Regions from separate parts of the Triticum aestivum genome. Here region 1 is linked to region 2. The links are chromatin contacts, called in public HiCAR-type maps. All regions are on one chromosome and are shown on one strand. Each heading gives the region's core, a stretch centred on a gene start, on an enhancer-like site or on the middle of the called end of the contact. The rest is flanking DNA. Distances are from core to core; before and after follow the strand shown.

Region 1 (4,750 bases), core at 1,796-4,295, 270 kb after region 2:
TTGCAGTTTAAGTAAGTACATATTTTTCTTCTTCTCCCGGTGATAAGTAAGATACTGTAGGTAAATTAATTGGAGACTTCACGCAAAAAAGAAATTATTGGAGAGGACAAAATGACAACAACGTAGATCTGCTCGTGTGGGCCCTAGCAAACCCATGGCCCACGCCTGCCAGAACCGTTGGTTCACTTTCTGGCACATCACCGTCACCATGTTCCCCCATCACTCTTTCTCACTCGTCCCTAAAAAAAATCACTCTTTCTCACTCGCGCGCGCTCTCTCTATCTGTACACAAGACCGCCGTATAGTACGCGCAGACAGTGTCCTGTGTATGTACACACACCGATCGCTGAGGTCGGCAAGCAAATCGCGGATTCGTCGCTGCGACTTTGGACCAGCTGCCACCTTAAGCCCTCCAAAGCGTCACATGGCCATGGCTGGCCGATTGGTCGCAGGACCCCGGACCAAAACGTTCGTACAGATAAACAAAATGCAGTTGACTTGAAATGAAATGACTGGTGATCTGATTCGCAGAACGAATAACTGCGCTGTCAATCAAGGGCATCCGGAGCTGCATACGGATCGAATCCGATGTGCCGTGATTTGATCTCATCCGTCAAATGGTACTTGTCTATCTAGATGAAATCGGAGGGAAAACCCTCTTTTGCTCAAAAGGGAACTTGTCCATCTAAGAGAACTTGTAACCCGCGACCATCCAGATGTCGATGCTAAGTTTTCCTCCTTGAAAGGCAGACAATGGGGGCTGGCTTAGACATACGAAAATTCTCGGAGTAACATGGAGGTCCATGGGTGAAAATAAGAGCTAACGCTGCGCGTTGGCCGATGCTCGGAGACCCTCATCACAATGTCGTATTTGTTGCGCTCGTCGTTATGCAACACCATCATCGTTGCAGTTACCGTCATAGCCGTTGTGGTCGTTGTCATCACAGCATCGCCACCGCTGCAGGCGTCGTTGTGATAGTATCGTCGTTGTTGTGGTCGCCGCCATCGCAACAACGATGTTGTTTGCGACAACGCCTTGCAGCATGGTGATACCCTCTCAACTCTGGCTTGCAACACCCCAGTACTCCCCTCCATCGACGCCTGCCTGCAACACAGTCACAAGACCTCCGTCGTGGATCCGTCCCATGCCGCCGGCGAACAATGCCCCCTGAAGCACTGGTGCTCACCTGCAACACAGGTGCAAGACCTCCATGGATCGAATCCGATGGCGAACAGTGCCCGTCTATTGCACTACCTAGAATAGTTTTGTAGCATTAGGCAGCGGGTTTGGTCCGCACCGCGACGGCGAGCGACACACGCCTGCAACACTGGCACCAATTATAGGATGCCATGCCATGGCTCTGATGAGCTTAATGCAGCCAATCGATCTAGAGCTTGGATGACAGCCCGTTGCAACACAATTGTATGGAGAAGAGAGAAGGGAAGCGAGAAAGAGAAGGGCAGCACGAGCTCGACCGTTTTTAGCGATATGGGAAAGAATACCGTTTCCAGCGAGAAGCTTTGGCAGAGAACGCTCATGTGGGACCACACATGACAGCGTGGCGTGCCAGCGAGGCAGCTGATTTCAGGAAGAAATCAAATAGCCATGTGAAAAAAAATAACTGATTTCCAAAAATAAGAGGGGGTTAGAACATCTCCAGCTGGAAATGGCTAATTTGACCCGCTAATTATCTACGGACACGTCCGCTTTGAACCCTATTGAACATTACCCGACCATGTCCGCTTTGAACCCTATTTGTCCGTGTTGTCCGTGAACGTAGTCGCGACCCATCAAATTGTTCGGACACATGCATATAATTGATGGGATGACGGGGAAAAGGAGAAGAAGGAAAAATTAAAGATAGAAAGTCATCTGAAGTGGGTTAGGTCCGAGTTGGTTACGTTCGGACAGCCCCATTTCCTCCTCACATATGGGATAGATTTCGATTCAAATAGCCCAGACATATATGAACGATTTGGAGGTCTGTTTGAAGATGGTTTTTATGTCCAGACACTGTCGTTTGGAAGGTCCGAGTAAAGATGCTCCAAGTGGAGAGAAGGACATGTACGGCTGTAACTTCCTTCCACAAGTGAACCGTTCGTCAGTCTAGCATTTATACTGAATAATGTGTGCTAGCTAGGGGATCACCCAGCAGGCCAGCAGCTACTCCTGATCTCTCCAGCTGGATCATTTCACTGCCCATGCGATCGATCTGCGATTAACCATGCACGCAACACAACTGGCGGCGTAATAGTGACACTGTCCTATACCCTTGTTCCTGCTTGCGCACATAACTTCTGTGTGTACCCGCTGCACTGTACATATGCGACACCGCCTGCCACTGCCAGCCTCGCCGTGATTACCCACTGTAGGGACGTCATCTCATCTCATCTCCCTCTCACAATGTCAACACGGCATCCAGTAACTTTTCCATCAGGGAAAAAGAAACTTTCTACAGTGCACCCTTGTGAACAGTAAAATTGAAAAAATAAACAAATTCTAATGATTATAAAAACTTTTGGCAGCAAAAAAATTTCTGAATGTTCTATGTACGTGCAAATTTCAACGAGAACTAACACTCCTAGTGCTCTGGGAAAAAAATTGTTGCTCCAAAAAGACCATTTCAAAGCATTTTGATGTGCGCATTTTGTAATTTTTGCCCAGACCTAAGTGAATATGATTTCGTCGCAGAAATTTGCACACATGACAAAAAATAAGCAATCTTTGTTGTAAAAAAATACGAGAAAATTTTAAGACTATTTTCAATTCTAAGCTCCAGATTAGAAGGACACTTTCCGTTTCTACAGAGTAGCAATATGTAGTACTAGTAACGAGAACAAAAAAACCTAAGAAAAACGACTATAAAATGCTGATTTTTGCTGACACTAGTACAGTACAAATTTTTTACTGACATTATTAGCAATAAATAAAAATAATGGCGACCCATCCTGGCTAGCGTCGTCCGGGTCGGTCCAGGGTGTGTGAAGCCTGGAGACTTCGGCCCTGCCTGTGCATGGCCCTGGATCCTGGGGTGTGCGCCTTTGCAGATCATCATTTGCCATGTTGCGCAGTCAATGGCACAACGTCACATGCCTACCACGTTGGATCTCAGACCACGTACTGGTGCCTGGTGCAAGCTGCTACTAGTCGCCAAGATGTGTGGTGCAGTGTGTAGGTGACAAAGTCAGATCGCCCGCCTGCAACCGGCCCAGGTAATGGCTGGCTGGCTGGCCGGCCGTCCGTCCAAGCAGCAGGTCTCTGAATGTACAACATCACGGAGAGTGCAACATGTATGTGCTACTGTATACTCCCTCCGTTCCTAAATATAATAAGTCTTTGTAGAGATTCCACTATGGACCACATACAGATTATATAGATGCGTTTTAGAGTGTATATTCACTCATTTTGCTTCGTATGTAGTCCATAGTGGAATCTTTACAAAGACTTAAAAATTCGAAAATCATATTCTGAAGTTTCAAAACAATCTGAACAAAATGCACAAGCACATAATGATGTATACTACGTACATTTATGCAAAAGCTTAAGATGAAGTGAATGTGAAAAATCCAGGTTCCATGGAGCCCTGGATTGCATGTATCTCAAAGCAGTAGTATATATAGCAAGGTCTGTACATGTATAATATGCTGATTGCATCATCAGTGATTACAAAACTGAAAAGAGCAGATGACAAGTCATTGGATAGCTTCACAGGGTCTTAAAGAAAGAACCAGCAGAAACTTGACCCGCTTTTCTATATAACTCAACAGCAAACTGCGACTTAAAATGGGGCTAAAAGGATCTTGACGATCATCTCGGAAAGGGACATCTGGAGAATCGAAAAGACAATCAGAAGCAACAAATATACTTGCATATACAGGCATTAAAGATCACATCACATGTTAAGATGGCACAAATGTTCGGGTACTGTGCATGATCCTTTCAGGCATACAACCAGATACCGCAGGCAACATATATTACACAGAGCTGACATTATTTTAGGCACCAGCTAGCTACTACGACGCTTGATCCTGCTGCTTATGTCGCAATCTGCATACATTTAAGTTAAGAACATACCTATATGTGTGCATCACAACAAGATTTTCGAACTAAACCAAGGGGAGAGCATATGCCTTTCACTTCAATGGGTTTCCTGGGAGGAAAAGGTCCTCCTTCAGTACATGCTCCCATTCTGACGGTGAGTGGCTTAAGCTTAGCTGCTTCTCATGCAAATTCACATTTGCAGGTTTCCTGAGACTCCTCAAGTAATGTGTACTGACGTACTGCCTTGCGGTTCTGCTATCCACTTCATCAGATAAGGCTCTGCACCCAGCATCACCAGGCAAATCAGTATTCAACAGCATCAGGCAAATCGGTCTTCTGAATTAGCTCCTCACGCGCGCCGCGGTCAGGTTGTTTTCTTTCAAAGCGACACACCCAATCATTGGAATGGAAAACCTCCTGTCCCCCATTCACGACGTTGCTATTGTTAGGTTCGCATCTTTTCAGGACTTGCAGCCTGGCCATAACAGCATCTTCAAGCTCACCAAATCCATTTTTACTTGTTGCTTTGCTGTTTGGAGCTCATGAGCATGGCCATAAAAGCATCGCGTGTTTTGCTTCCTCACTACATCCTAGCTGATCTTATGTTGGTGTACTCATCCAATGAGCTTGTATCGTAAAGTCGTGAAGTGCAGCAATAGTAGTAGCACCATCAGCCTCATCCCCTTCATTGATACTTGCTTCGTAAAG
Region 2 (5,381 bases), core at 1,303-3,802:
CTGGTGTGGGCGGCGGCGGGACGCCTCTCCCCTTCGTCGTTTGGCTGGCATGGGACGGCCAAATCGATGGAAGGCGCTGGGCTAGCATCGGGCACGGCGGCGTGGCAGCGGGCGCGCCTGGCGGCGGCGTGCGGTCAGCGCGACGACGCTATGGTGGCGTTCTCGCGGCGCGGTATGCGGCTGCGTCGCCATTGATGGGGCTCGTTGGTTTCGCTCTGGCGGCCAGCGAGGGCTGGATCCCGGGGCGGCGGCCCCGGACGGCGGAGGTTGTGTCGGTGGCTGTGGTCTCGCGACGGGCGATGCAGCGGCCGCGGTGGTGGACGATCCGTGCACAAGACGCTTGATGGAGGCCACTGGAACAGATTTGGGTGAAGACCTGCTCGCGGCTGCTGCCGAGGCCGGCGATGGCGGCACTTTTCGGTGTCGTTCCCTTGTTGAAGGCATCGCTGTTGAGAAGTTCCAGGCCACTATCTGCTACATCCGGGGGAAACCCTAGATCAGTAGACCGGATGACGGCGACATTATTGTGTCGTTTTCCTCTTGTGGTGTCATTCTTGGAGGTGTACATGGGCTCGAGGGACCAGTGGGTGGAATAATTGGTGGAGCGGTGCTTCATCCTGCACATTAATGGTGGCATTTCTCGGTGGCGTGGCGCGGTGGAGACTCGGCGCCCGATGTTTGGCGAGGGACTCGCGCAGGAGGGTGCCGTTATCAGGCGCCGTGGTGGCATCGATGGCAGAGAGGCCGGGCAAGGTGGTGCAGCAGTACACACTGAAGATGGATTGGTGGCAGGTGGCTGCCGCGGCCTTATACCCGGTAGGCGTCCTGGTTGAGGAGTGCGCCGGACTGGTAGGTGCCCCATACCCGGCAGGCGTCCGGGTTGGGACCTCAGGTCTTAGATATTTAGGTTTGGCTGTGATGTCTGTTTGGTATTAGACCCAGACTATCAGCGCCCCTTCATCAATTGGATAGGAGTAGCGACAGTTGTTGCATAGACGGTGGCTTTAGTCTTACTGTTGTATCACTTTGTAAGGTCTTATGAGAATAATTAATAAAGTGGCCGTATGCATCGCCCAGATGCAGAGGCTGGGGGTTCTCCTCCTTTTCTAAAAAAAGCGATGAAAATGAGGGGCGGTGGCGCAGCCAGAAAAAATGGAAGGAGGGCCGGATGGTGTTAAAACTGATTGGGGAGGGCCAGTCTATAGAAAAGATAGGTTTTTAGCAACAAATAATCACCAACAATGCACTTTTCATCGGCAAATTAGGAGTAAATCACTGATGTTAGGGGGGCAGGCCTCTGGTGGTCCCCATGTCTCCGCCATTGATGAGGGGTCGCCTGTTCCGTTCTGGGCTCGATGGGCAGTCTACACTGAAGGACGGGGTGCTCGTTAGTGAGGTTTAATTGCTCGGAAGTGAAATGCTATCTGGGTGTTGTAATTTACTGGATAATCGAGTCAAAACCGTCTTCTAAGTCTGGATACGAGCATAGGGCAACTCGACTTGCTTATTATTGCAACAGAACAATGGATTGAAAATAGCAGAAGCATTGGGCATAGCAAAGAGGACCTAGCGGGATGAAAAACACAACCAAAACAATACATGTTAAACCAAGTAAATTAAACGTAGTAGCAAGCATTTCATTCTTGTAGAGTGAATAACTGGGTTTTGATGTAACAATCATTTCATAGTTGTGGAGAAAAACAATTGGATTTTGATAGATGTGAAGCACGCGGCACAAGGTAAACTAAGGGAATGGCTAGATGCTAGTCGATTGAGAAACGAATTTGGGCCAGTCGATTTTGTTTCAGCTGTTGGTTGAAAAATAAACGGCGCAGGTTGCTTCTTCTACCTCCAGATTTCTTCTTCCACCCGCGACCGCCTCGCCGCACCGCCTTCCCCTGAACCGCCCCCACCGCCGGTCTTGCCACCACCCCCGGCCCATCTCTCTAGCCCCGGCCACGTCCAGACTTTTTGTCCGGCGAAGCCCCATCACCGCCCACGCTAAACCCTAAGATAGATAATGGGATAGCCCTTTGACGAGCTCCTTCCTTCTTCTTCCTTCATTCAAAATCGACTGACCACAATAGCTAAAGTCAGTCAATTGACATTTAGCAATTGCGATAAACTTACCCATGAGGATGTCCGAACTTCCTCGCCGAGATCCCATGACCGATCGAGCCATCTTGCTCACGATCTCTAGCCACCATTCTTAACCTGCCTGTATTTTTCTATACAAAAATGCTCGGCCTGGGCGCTCGATTCAGGAGGATCACCTGCATGCGGGCTGCAGCCACCTTCGCCTTGCAGCGTAGGATAAGCCAAGGAGTTTGGATCGTCTAGCTTCTTGGGAGCCGCGCGAGCGCAGTCACTGCGCTGTGCGCTGGCTGACAGGTGGTCGCCGAGCAAATCTGGGCCCGCGTCGCAGCGGGTGACATGGTGCGCGCTCGCGGCGGAAGATCCATCCCGCGCGGCAGCAGAGGCCTGCACGCACAGCTGGCCCGGCCCGCGGCGCGTGCAGTTTTGTCCTGAGTATAGGCTTACGTGCACTGGCTTCCTTACCCGCCACTCACTGGCATTCCGGGTCCACAGGGCTGTGGCCCAGCTGGCGGTGGCTGGCAACGCCATGCTCAGAGGAATCAATAGCAGGGAATGAGAGCCTGCGCCGACACTGCCACGCTGTCCGCCGCTGCCAAGGCCACGCCTCCTGCCAGGTGGGCCCCGCGGTGGGGACCCAGAACTTCGCTGCGGGGACACAACAGTTGCTCTTCTGTTCCTACATCCGGAGGCTTTCATGGCTCGTGTACCGGCTGCTGCTGGCCTATCTCTCGTTGTACTTACCGTTGAGGGAGTACTGTGTCGGCACAGTGTGAAATTTTGTGGGAAAAGCTGTAAAAAAATGCAAAAAAAGATAATATAGGGAAGCGAGTTATTTTCACGACTTTTCCTCGAACGATTGTGGTCCCGCTTGGAAAAGTTCATGGTGCTTGTTCGGCTAGTTACCACTTCTTCCAGGAGATCCAAGCCAGAACTCACAATATGGCGCTTTACGCTTTTCTGATCCGCATCAGCCATCTAGTGATCGGCACACGGAGAGCTGAGCGTAGCTCAGTTGGCAAGGCGCGGGAATTCACAGCCAGCCCATCAGGATTCAAGTCTCGGCTTGAGCGTTTGGTGCTAACGGAGTTTTCTTCTATAAAAAAAATGCCAACAGGCTAGTCTAGTCTGGGTTGGTCTCGTTTTTTTAATCGGCACACGAGTTCTAGAAAATCGCAAATTAAGCAAGTGGTTGCAAAGATTTGGCCAAAGGTGGTTGAGCTGTGTGTTTTTCGAGAGAGCCACCCTCATGGTCAGCATGTATGACTGTTTCACCCGCAAAAAATAGAAAGCATGTATGATTGTCACTCATTTGTTCTTGCGTCGAGTGGTTTCCATGGTTTGTGTATTCGGGGAACGTATTCGGTGCACCGGCCCGGTTCATGCACAAAATGCGCCCGGGATAAATGAATGAGCCATTGGATAGAAAACCTAGGGGGGGTGTGATATAGCTGAAGATGGATAGCTGGCACATTTGCAAAATAGTCCTTTTATCCACGCTCATCATCTCACTCTCCCATCAATAAGCATGTCTGTTTTTTTTTCAAACAAAAAGGGTCATATATTTTGAACCAAATGTCTGATTTTGAAACCGTTTGACTTGTTTCAATGAGTTTTTTGAAACAAGATTAATGTCGATGCATTCTCTGTGTACTAGCCCATCCCTACCGTTTAGAAAGAACCATGTTATAATAAGTTCTTTTGCTGGTAGATATAACCAGTAACAAAAACCCGGTATCAGCAAATGAATAAGGTAATTATTTTCGCAACTTGTCGCAAACAATCATGATTTTACTAATAGTGAAAATTCAAGCTACTTGTGTACTTACTTTTTTAGTTGATGTAGTTATCATTTCTGTCCGAGTAGCAAGACCTGAGCTAGAACTTGTGAAGGGATATTTACATTTCTTTGCTTCCCATTAGGCATGTGGTGACCACGGTGTTATTATGTGAGCTTTGTAAAATTCCGTATTCACCGAACGGCAACAACAATATAGAAAGGAACCACGGTTGGGATGCCCAGGTGTATATATCTTTTCTTTTATTTCAGGTGTATATATCTAACTATGTAATAAAATATACTCCCCTGTCCCATAATATAAGATGTTATTAGAACTGATATACAAGTATTCTCACATATCGGTTGTAATAACATACTCATATGTCGGTTCTAAGAACTTCTAACATACTCATATATCGGTTGTAATAACATCTTATATCATCTTATGAACGGAGGGAGTAACAACTGTCCTACTAACAAGTAACATTATAACCCTGAAACTAAAATCTCTACCTATCTCGACACAAATTTAGGGTTCGCTCAACTTGCATCTTGGACAGGCGGAAAAGCGTCGGAAGCCTAGGATACTAACCATCTGATCATCTTTGCCGAAAACTGTTTGACTAGTTGGGCCTATATATATATATCAACATCTGCATCCTTTATTTGCTTTGAGCAATGAACAGTTCTCCCTCACATGACAACACTATGGATGATCCAGTTGCCCCAGACCCCAGTTAAAATTAACCCTCTTTCCAGCGGTGTCCCTGTCCCCCCCACAGGCCACAGTGGGTGTGTGTACCCGTCAATGAGCAAGCCATGAACAGCGCGGAGGCATGGAAGCTTTTTTTGTTCTGCCATTCAGATCCACACTGGAGCGCCCGATCGAGTACACACACTGCGTACAGTACCCTACTGTACACGTAGTTGTCAAGGTCACGGCCTTCACACTTTACAGGTTAACTAATGCATGGAGTACTACCTGCAAATCAATAATTCCTCCCAATCTCATCTGCGTGTCATCGACTGCCAAAATCGCTCGTACCACGCGTGAGAGGGGAAGGAATATGAGACGCTCGCATGCAGCCATCGGCCCATGCATGATTGGGCACGCCGTACACACGGCGTCGGCGTTGCTCTCACTCCGCGTCCGCTTGAAAGCGCCATGTGTGATGAAAAAGCGATGCATGCGCCCTGATTAGCTTTCGTTTTCATGCAGCAGCTTTCTTTGACTAGGCGTGCTCGTGGAGTTTATACACACCACTATTTATGCCAGACACATTGTGTGTGTACATGCATTTTACGTAGCGTAGCACAGTATATATGCAAGTATGCATGTGGGGAAATGAGGATATTTGAGCACGTTTTTTTTTTGCGAGGTGATGTGAGCACGTCTTAGGATCCGACCCCTGGGGGCTTTGCATGTGGAAATTATATGGTGGGCGGCAGAGAAGGCCATAACGTGATGGAGACCTGCCGAAAGTTGAGTACGTATCAGTGTCACACC

Evidence for each region. HiCAR-type assays count read pairs that join an accessible place to other places.
Region 1: a contact with region 2 is called in a HiCAR-type map of leaf, with 7 times the contacts expected there. The contact joins two enhancer-like sites. A contact is called at or near these places in 5 of 5 Hi-C or Micro-C datasets (leaf, root and an unstated tissue) and 1 of 1 datasets of contacts at active chromatin or transcription factors (leaf).

The regions. Positions count from the first base shown.
Region 1 is chr4B:641,106,611-641,111,360 of IWGSC CS RefSeq v2.1, forward strand. No RefSeq gene overlaps it. Among protein-coding and RNA genes, the nearest start is that of LOC123093783, 15 kb to the right of the region's middle. Within about 2 kb of position 3,046, at least 5 of the 8 cell types and tissues checked have an H3K27ac peak or open chromatin away from gene starts, as enhancers often do.
Region 2 is chr4B:640,837,314-640,842,694 of IWGSC CS RefSeq v2.1, forward strand. No RefSeq gene overlaps it. Among protein-coding and RNA genes, the nearest start is that of LOC123093781, 34 kb to the left of the region's middle. Within about 2 kb of position 2,553, at least 7 of the 8 cell types and tissues checked have an H3K27ac peak or open chromatin away from gene starts, as enhancers often do.